2 separate regions of the Ovis aries genome follow, and region 2 is linked to region 1. A link is a contact called in public Hi-C data. All regions are on one chromosome and are shown on one strand. The core of a region is the stretch at or near the end of the contact, and the rest is flanking DNA. Distances in the headings are between cores, read along the strand shown. Region 1 has its middle 10 kb from the start of TCF3. Region 2 holds the start of ATP8B3 (ATPase phospholipid transporting 8B3).

Region 1 (4,642 bases), core at 739-3,238:
TCATCCATTCACCCCCAGGAGACCAGGTGAGGCATCCTAGAAGAGGGACCAATGGAATAGGGCCCTACAGGATGAACAGAAGTTTGATGAGAGGAGAGGGAACCATTAGGGAGAGAGATGAGAGTGGAGAGGACGTGGGGGCGGCTGGATATCAGGCAGGCTCTGCCGTGGTGGAGCCTCTCCAGGACCGGCTGACAGTGGCTGGGTTGTCAGAGCACGGCATAGATTCCCATAATCAAGGGGACCGTGGGTTGTGTCCTTCTGCCAGTTTCTCAGGTAGGTGGCCCTGGGATGCCAGAAATCAGGGGTGACATCACAGAGCATGACTCCTCATGGGGGACAGGCAATAGCCAAGACCCAGATTAGGACAACAAAGGAAAGGAACAAGCTTTCCTTGTTCTTGGACGTGGTGGAGGGCAGCACTGGCTGGAGGTGACATTGAGCTGGGGACATGTGAGCAGCTGGGGAAGTTGGGCCAGAAAGAACGGCCACAGCAAAGGCCCAGATGTCAACACAGCCAGACACTCCCTGTCTCCTTGTAGGTGACATGTGACACCTGCAGGTGACACGGAGCCTGTGACCACCAGCGGGAGGAGATTGGGTGGAGGCGAGAGAGGCAAGAATGGGAGAGCAGGGAAGGGCAAAATGTACGTCAGGACCTCAGGGAGGACCTGTTAGAGAGTTCTGACAGCTGACTGGTGGGAAGGGGTCCTGCTGGGAGCAGTGTCTCTGAAGGGGGACTTGAGTGTGGGCTGTGGCTGTAAGCACAGGTACATGCATGTGTGTGTTAGTCGCTCAGTTGTGTCTGACTCTGTGACCCCATGGACTGTAGCCCGCCAGGCTCCTCTGTCCATAGGATTCTCCATGGGGATTCTCCTCCTGGGGATCTTCCCTACCCGGTGACTGGATCCGGGTCTCCTGCATTGCAGGCAGATGTTTTACTGTCTGAGCCAGCCACCAGGGAAGCCCTGACATGGAGATATGCATTAACATCCCCGAGCACACGTGTGTATGTGTGCCCCATCACGGTGCACACGTGAGCATGCACATGTGTAAACACTCGATAAACATGCCAGAATACGTGGACACGTGTTTGCCAGGACTTGCGCATCTGCAGATATGCCGGGCAGTACTTGGAGACGTACAGGTAGGACCCCTCTCGAGGGCAGGCAGACAGATCGATGCACAAAGGAAATGTGGACGTCTGGTTATGGCAATCCCAGGTGCACACGCGTGGATAAACAGGCCTCACAAGTGCAAACAAAATTGTGCCCGCCTGTGCCCGGACGCGCCAGGTCCTGAGCACACGGTACCCAACCAAGCTGTTGCAGGGCAAGGTAAACACGTTGAAGCACATGAACACGCCAGCGTGCTGGTAGGACCGAGCGCGTGAGCACAGCTGAGAGCTGCGTACACGCGAGCACAGTGCACTCACACGTGCGAGATCCCAACCGGGCACACGTGGACATCACAAGCGCAGCGAACACCCAGAGCCCACCGGCACCGGGCACGCGCGTGCGCAGACGGCCACCGCGCGCAGCAGGCCTCCGCGGGTTTCTGGGCAGCGGACGCCCCCTGGTGGACACTGGCCCCGGGGCCCCCAGTGCGTTTGTCCCCGGCGGCGTACGGGAGTCTCCCCTGCCCCGCGCTCACACCTCGCATCAGGTCAGGCCAGGGGTCTGTGTGGACATAGAATGTTCAGATTAGGGTGACAATGGAACGGGAAGCTTTGGAGCAGTCACAGGCCTGACGGGAGGGGTCTGGAGAAGGTCAGGACAGGGGAGCCGGGTCGGGCCTCCATTTCCTTCCTCATCATTGAAGCCTCTCCATCCTGCCCATTGCTGCCCGCGCCCCCAGGCCCGTGGACTGTGGCCCGCCTCGGTATCCCTGCACCCGAGGACTTCCTGGGTCCCCCAGCGCGCGCTGTGCTCCTTGGAGTGGGGTCTCCGAGGCCGGAGGAAAACCTCAGACCCACCTCAGGGCACCACCAGGTGGCAGCACGCGCCCAAGTGCGCACCTCTGGCCTGTACCGCCGCAAGGACCCCCAGGGTCCAGCCCCCATCCCCGCGGCCAACGGGAGGGGAGTGGTCTGAGGGGGGGACCCTGTGTGACCTCGCCAGCCTGTGCCTCGGTCTCCCAGTTTCGGGATGGGGACCTGGAGGTGACAGGGCTAAACAGGCGCGTGGGCAGGGTGGCCTGGAGGGCCACAGCAGAGGTGAACTTGTAGGGAAAGCAGAAGCATCTGGCGGGGGAGCAGCATGTGCAAGGGGGAGCTGGAAGGAGTCCTGAGGCTGGGCTGAGAGAGCCTAGGGCCACAAGTGGGGTCAGAACGCCCCTCTCCCCGACCGGGGCTGCGGGGAGTGGTGGTGGGGAGTGGGGTTTCCGGCCTGAACTCAGAAGATGGAGATGATGCTGGATCCAGAGTCTATGACGGAATCCAAAGATTTTACGGCAGAGTCTGATCCTCAGTTCTCGACTTTCCCACCATGGGATGCTCAGGATAGAGCTCCCGACAGAAAATTCCAGACTTCCCATTGCCCCGCAGCCCCCAAGGTTGATGCCCCAATTTCAAGAGCAAAAGGCACAGAGACTGGGGGACCCCACCCTGTGACCCAAGGGGCAACGGTTGAGACGGAGGGACAGGGATCCTGTATCTGGGGACCCAGGCCCCCCTTCCTTACTCCTGGTGAGGAATGCCCCCTCCTCACTCCTCAGCAGTTCCAGCGTTTCTGCACCTTTAAAACAACGTGGCAGAATTAGCAGCTCCACCCTCATTAATATGTAAAAATGCAAATCAAGGGGTGATCAAGCCACAGCCCCCTGGGGATATTTCCGCTGTGTCGGAGTCTATTGTCAGGGAGGTTTCAGGGGATGGCTGTACTGGCAGACGTGGGGGAATGTAGAGACTGGGCAGTCAGGGCCCCGGGGAGGCAGTCACCCTGCTCCCTGCTCACCCCCAGTGCCCTCCTGGCTGCCTGCACACTTCCGGGGTGGGGGAGGGGTCTTCACGTGGGGCAGTGGGCAGATGAGTCTGCTTCCGTGACCTGGGGTTGAGGACCCAGGAACTTGGCTGAGGGTTGCCCCAGGCATCAGGGCCTTTGCATTGGCTGGGCTTCTCCCCACCCCACCCCACCCCCCTGCAGGATCACTTCTGGCCTCCGTATCCCCTCCCACTAAGGTAGGGGACCCCCCCCAGGACGGGTTCAGATGCCTGTAAAGTGGCTCCTTAGTGACTGTTTCTTCCCAGACTGGCTGTGGCCCACCCTACCCCTGGCCCAGAGAGGGTGCCCACAGACTTTGCATCTGGGAAACTTGCCCAGGGTCCCCCAGCCCACAAGAGGGGTGTCCCAGGCTCCCTATCTTGGGAGGGATAGAGACCACAGCGGGGGTGCAGAGGTGGGGGTCCTTCAGTTCACGTGATTACACCCAGCAGGTGGAGGTAAAGGGGAGATCCTAATGACCTGAAATGGGGCTAGTCCCCCAGCTCCGATGAGAGACAGATAGACAAAGAAACACAGAGAGGCAGAGACCAAGAAAGACAGAGACACACACAGAGGGAGATGGAGAGACAGAGGCAAAGAGAGAAACAGAAAGAGAAGAGACAGAGGGAGATACAGAGACAGAGGCCAAAAGAGAGAGACAGAGACAGTCCCAGGGCAGCCCCACCCCGCGGAGGTTCCTAACTGGCACAGGGCCAGGCGCCAGCTGCTGCTCCCCCTCCCCCACCTCCCACTCACACTCCGAGTGGGGGTTGGGCCCCAGGAGCCCCAGCTGCTGCTGCCACACACACAGGCCCCAAGACCCGTTAGGCGCCCCACCAGCTGCCCTAGGACCCCACAGCCCCCTGAGCAGAAGGAAATGCCTTTGCCCTGGTGGAGAGGGGCTGGGCAGGGGGGCGCTTCTAAGTGCCTCTCCCTGTCTGACCTCTGGCCTCTCCCTCTGAGTTGCGATTTTCTCACCTGTGAAATGGGGACCACTGTCTTCCCCAGTCTCTCCACTGGGTGGGCTGGACTCTGGGGACAGTCTGGTGGGGATGGGGGGGGCATTTGCCCTGCAGGAACTGGGAGGGAGACATTGAGCAAGCAAAGCTGACAGTCTTGGGGATGGATGGGCTGAGGAGAGAATGAGGGAGAGAGGTGCTCTGGGCCAAGAGGCCAGCCATGCAAAGGCCCTGAGGTCAGCATGAGTCATGATGTCCAAGGAGCAGGGAGGGGGCACCAGCATGGATGGGGGGTCTTGGGGGAGCTGGCTGGAGCACACCCTGTAGGTGACCTCAGTTTGCTCCTGCTCTGGATTCTTCCTGCACCCCCAACCCCAGGGCCTGCCTGGACCCCAGCCCTGACTGCAAGTGTCGCAGCCAGCCTGACACAGCCAGACCCCCAGGCAGGGAAGGAATTAGGAGCTGAGGAGTGAATTTCTTACTCTTTGCGCCTGTGTGCAGACCTTATAGGTGATGCACGGAGGGGTTAGGAGCCACCTAGGCTGGCAGGGGGTGGAAGGAAGCCTAGGAACACTCTGGGGCCAGGCCCCGCCCACACAACAGGGTCAAGGGAAGGCCCAACATGAGAAACCAAGACCCTGGTGGTTCTGGGTTCAAGGCATGCCCTCCATGCTTCTCCAGGTTCCCCGCAAAGCGGGGGAA
Region 2 (4,642 bases), core at 1,192-3,691, 120 kb before region 1:
TGAACTCCAGGAGATGGTGATGGACAGGGAGGCCTGGCATGCTGTGATTCATGGAGTCGCAAAGAGTAGGACACAACTGAGCAACTGAACTGAATGAGAGAGAACCCAGGCCCATGGCTCAGACTTAATTCCCGATTATCTAACACCCCAGCATCCTTCCTCTGCCTCTAGCCTCTCCCCAACCCTGTGGCCCCACCCAGCTTCAACCAGGTCCAACCCACCTCACCGAGTGCAATATTCCACCACTAAAGGACATACCCCCGTGTCCTTTGAGACCACAGTTTGTTGTGAATGACAAACCTAGACAGAATATAAAACAGAAACATCACTTTGCTGACAGATGTCCATATAGTCAAAGCCATGGTTTTTCCAGTAGTCATGTATGGATATGAGAGTTGAACCATAAAGGCTAAGCCCTGATGCATATGAAAAGTGATACTGGAGAAGACTTTGACTTCTAACCCGTCTGACTCTTTGTGACCACATGGATTGCAGCATGCCAGGCTTCCCTGTCCTTCACCATCTTCTGGAGCTTGCTCAAACTCATATCCCTTAAGTCAGTGATGCCATCCAACCATCTCATCCTCTATCATCCCCTTCTCCTCCTGCCTCCAATATTTCCTAGCATCAGGGTCTTTTCCAATGAGTCAGTTTTTCACATCAAGTGGCCAAAGTATTGGAGCTTCAGCATAAGTCCTTCCAATGAATATTCAGGGTTAATTTCCTTTAGGATTGACTGGTTTGATTTCCTTGCAGTCCAAAGGATTCTTAAAAGTCTTCTCCATCACCACTTTTCAAATTCATCAATTCTTCAGGGCTTAGCCTTTATGGTTCAGTTCTCACATCCATACATGATTACTGGAAAAAACCATAGCTTTGACTATATGGACCTCTGTAGGCAAAGTGATGTTTCTGGGTTTTTTTTTTTTTTTTTCTACATTCTGTCTAGGTTTGTCATTCACAACAAACTGGAAAATTCTTAAAGAGATGGGAATACCAGACCACCTGACCTGCCTCTTGAGAAACCTGTATGCAGGTCAGGAAGCAACAGTCAGAATTGGACTTAGAACAACTGACTTGTTCCAAATTGGGAAAGGAGTACCTCAAGGCTGCATATTGTCATCCTGCTTATTTAACTTATATGCAGAGTACATCATGAGAAATGCTGGACTGGATGAAGCACAAGCTGGAATCAAGATAGCCATGAGAAATATCAATAACCTCAGATATGCAGATGACACCACTCTTATGGCAGAAAGTGAAGAAAAACTAAAGAGCCTCTTGATGAAAGTGAAAGAGGAGAGTGAAAAAGTTGGCTTAAAACTCAACATCAGAAAACGAAGATCATGGCATCTGGTCCCACCACTTCATGGCAAATAGATGGGGAACAATGGAAACAGTGACAGACTTTATTTTTTGGGGCTCCAAAATCACTGCAGATGGTGAGTACAGCCATGAAATTGAAAGATGCTTACTCCTTGAAAGAAAAGTTATGACCAACCTAGACAGCATATTAAAAAGCAGAGACATTACTTTGCCAACAAAGGTCCATCTAGTCAAAGCTTTGGTTTTTCCAGTAATCATGTATGGATGTGAGAGTTGGGCAATAAAGAAGGCTGAGCACCAAGTAATTGATGCTTTTGAAGTGTGGTGTTGGAGAAGACTGTTGAGAGTCCCTTGGACTGCAAGAAGATCCATCCAGTCCATCCTAAAGGAAAAAAATAAAAAGCCACCTGATGCGAAGAACTGACTCGTTTGGAAAGACCCTGATGCTGGGAATGATCGAAGGCGGGAGGAAAAGGGGACGACAGAGGATGAGATGGTTGGATGGCATCACAGACTCAAGGGACATGAGTTTGAGTAAGCTCTGGCAGTTGATGATGGACAGGGAAGCCTGGCGTACTGCAGTCCATGGGGTTGCAAAGAGTCGGACACGACTGAGCGACTGAAATGAACTAACAGGTTTGCCATAATACAAAATACAAAAGCCCAGATTAAGACTTCCATCCAGCCCCTCTGGCAAGGCCTCACTCGGCCCCGCCTTCGGCCCCTCCCCCTTGGTCCCGCCCCCTCTAGCTCCTCTAGTCACACTAGGCTCCGCCCCCTCGAGCCCTATTCGGCGTGGATGACTCTCGGCCCCGCCTTCTCCCCCGCCCCGCCTTCGGTATTGGCCCTGCCTCTGGGTAACGCCCTTCTTCCTTGGACTCACCTTCCGCTCAGGCCACGCCCTCGACGTCCCGCACCTTAGCCCCGCCCGCTCTCTCCCCGTTCTTCGAGGTCACTGGGCCCTGCCTTCGGGCTCCGCCTCTTTTGACCCTGTTCAGTTTGGCCTCGCTCGACCCCGCCTTCGACCCCGCCCCTACTTTGGTATTGGCCACCCCTTCAGCCCTAGACTCCGCCCTTCCGCCCAGCTCCGCCCCGCGCCCGCGCCGCCCGTTTCAGGCCCGTTGGCACCCGGCTAACAGCTTCCACCACGTCCGTCGCTTTGAACTCCAGCGACTGACCCAGGCAGCCCGGCCCCACCCGCCCCAGCCCGCGCAGGTGAGCGGCTGCGCTTCCACAGCTGTGTGTATCTGTGGGCCCGCGCACCCTCTCTGAACTCCGCCGGGCCTGAAGGCGGGAGGCCGTGGCGGAGGCGGCGCCCCCTAGAGGTCCGCGCGGGCCAGGGTCCGGACGGGCGCCGGAGCTCACGGTCTGTAGTGGACCGAGATCTCCTGGTGCATTTTCCAGGGGCTGGGCATCGAATCCTGCGTCGCTTCGCTGTGGGAATGCTCGGGATTTCCCCGGGGTTAGTGGACGTTCTGGTGAGCCTAGAGTGCGCTGAGGAGGAAGCAAGCCCTTGTTGGGGGAGGCGTGTTTGCCATCCCCCAAAACACTGCGTGAATTCTGACCGGCAGCAGCCCTCTAACCCCATCTGGCCCGGGCCGGGATTCCTAGTGGCTCTGGTCCCACAGGCTGAGCCTCACTCACCCCGAGCCTCGTTTTTTCTCATCTGGCAAATGGGCACTGGCCTTCATCAGGCTCCCAGGAGCATCAGCGCCGGCCCTGAGCCAGGCCATCCCACCCCGGGGCCCTGGGGACACTAATGACTCAGACGCCAGCAGTCCCTGCTCTAGGAGGTTCCGGTTTCAGCAGGCAACCCAGATGGGGGAAGAAGCAGTAAAAGGGTGATCAGAGCTGGAATGGGGGACCCTGCAGGCAGAAGGGAGGCCCAGAGGAGGCTCCAGAACGAGCCTGGGCCATCGGAGAAATATGAGCTGAGAGCAGATGGGTGAGGTGCCTCCGGCCAGCCTGTCAAGAGGGAATGGTCCTGCTGGCAGAGGGAACAGTGGGACCAGGGGTGTGGAGTGCTGGGGCTGGGGTCATTTGGGGAGCTGCCAGGGGCACTGAAGGACTAGGAGGGACCAGGCTCCTGGCTCTATGGAAGTCTGGTGGTTGCTACCCCAGGGCCACACTCAGACCTCTCAGCCCCTTGGCCTCATAAACTCCCTTTTGAGATATGACAGGGAACCCTGGGGGCCCATTTAGTCTGTCAACAAAGAAATCGATCGAACACCTGACCAGGCTGAATGTCCTGTGCTGTGTGGAAGGACATGTGTGCGCCTTTCCAGGAGCGGCAATAGGGGCTTGGACTACAGAGGGCCGTGCGGGGCTGTGGGGTGGGGAACAGTGGCCAGGTGACCACAGCAGTGAGCAAGGACTCACAGCTGGTGACTGGACCTTCAGATTCTGGGGAGGAGACTTTAGCAGGCGGGCATAGGAAATTACTTTTCCAAGAAGGTTGGAGTGGTGGGCACTATACAGCCGCCAGTGTGACCTCAGGCCACTCTGTCCGACAGCCCCACCAGCATGGGCAGTCTCACGTACCAAGAAGACCTTGACGAGGAGAAGAACTCAGGTGCATGTCTGGGCGAAGCGTGGGCATAGGGTGGGGGGAAAAGGTGTGGGCACAAGGTGGGCTCCACCAAGGGGCGTTAGAAAGTACAGTGGCTGAAGTGGGGAGACAGGAGGCCCAGTGTGGGGTTCTCATGGGGTTACAGATAGTTCAAAATCCTGGGACTGAAGGGTGGACTCAGGACTTGGAAGCCTGGGACCCAGAGCACCTGGGCCGGGCATGGAGCCTCCGACACCTTGGAGCTCATCCCCGGTGCCTTGTAGTTTACCCGTCTGTAGAAGGAGTGGGTGTGAATAGGTCTCCCATGGCCTAGGGGTTGTCTCGGGGTGGCTGGATCCTCAGATCTACCTGGGCTCCCCAAGCAGGTAGCTACCGTGTAAAGAGATCGAGGGCCCTCCTGTCTGTTTACCAGCTAGATCCCCCAGGGGCCCATTAGCCCTCCTCTGGGGTGTCATTAGCCTGTGTTTATCCTCCAGAGTTCACCTGGGAAGTGCAGGCCAACAACCGGGCCTACAACAGCCAGTTCAAGGAGAAGGTCTTTCTGTGTTGGCAGAGAAAGAAGTACAAGGTGGGCAGGCCTCCCCCGTCCCCGCTCCCATGGGCTTTGGGGACCTGCCAGTGAGGGAGAGTGGTCACCGGGGCTCTGCCTTCTGGGTTCTCCCACTTGGTCCTGAGGACTGTAGTGCTGGCCTCGCAGAGTCACTGGTCCAGCACGGATGCCCCATGTGGCTCCTCTGCCCTAAATAT

The links. A called contact is a pair of places that touch in the nucleus more often than the background predicts.
Region 2: a Hi-C map of mixed tissues shows a contact between it and region 1, with 3 times the contacts expected there. The contact joins the promoter of ATP8B3 here to the enhancer-like site in region 1. A contact is called at or near these places in 4 of 16 Hi-C or Micro-C datasets (hypothalamus, mixed tissues, retroperitoneal adipose tissue and 1 more).

The regions. Positions count from the first base shown.
Region 1 is chr5:41,693,112-41,697,753 of ARS-UI_Ramb_v3.0, reverse strand. No RefSeq gene overlaps it. Among named protein-coding and RNA genes, the nearest start is that of TCF3, 10 kb to the right of the region's middle. Within about 2 kb of position 1,988, at least 33 of the 54 cell types and tissues checked have an H3K27ac peak or open chromatin away from gene starts, as enhancers often do. A contact at or near this core is called in hypothalamus, where this site is marked.
Region 2 is chr5:41,810,456-41,815,097 of ARS-UI_Ramb_v3.0, reverse strand. It overlaps ATP8B3 (ATPase phospholipid transporting 8B3), which reads left to right and starts at 2,441. Exons shown (of 26, transcript XM_060416491.1): 1 at 2,441-2,541; 2 at 3,840-3,898; 3 at 4,372-4,463. The coding sequence starts at 3,850.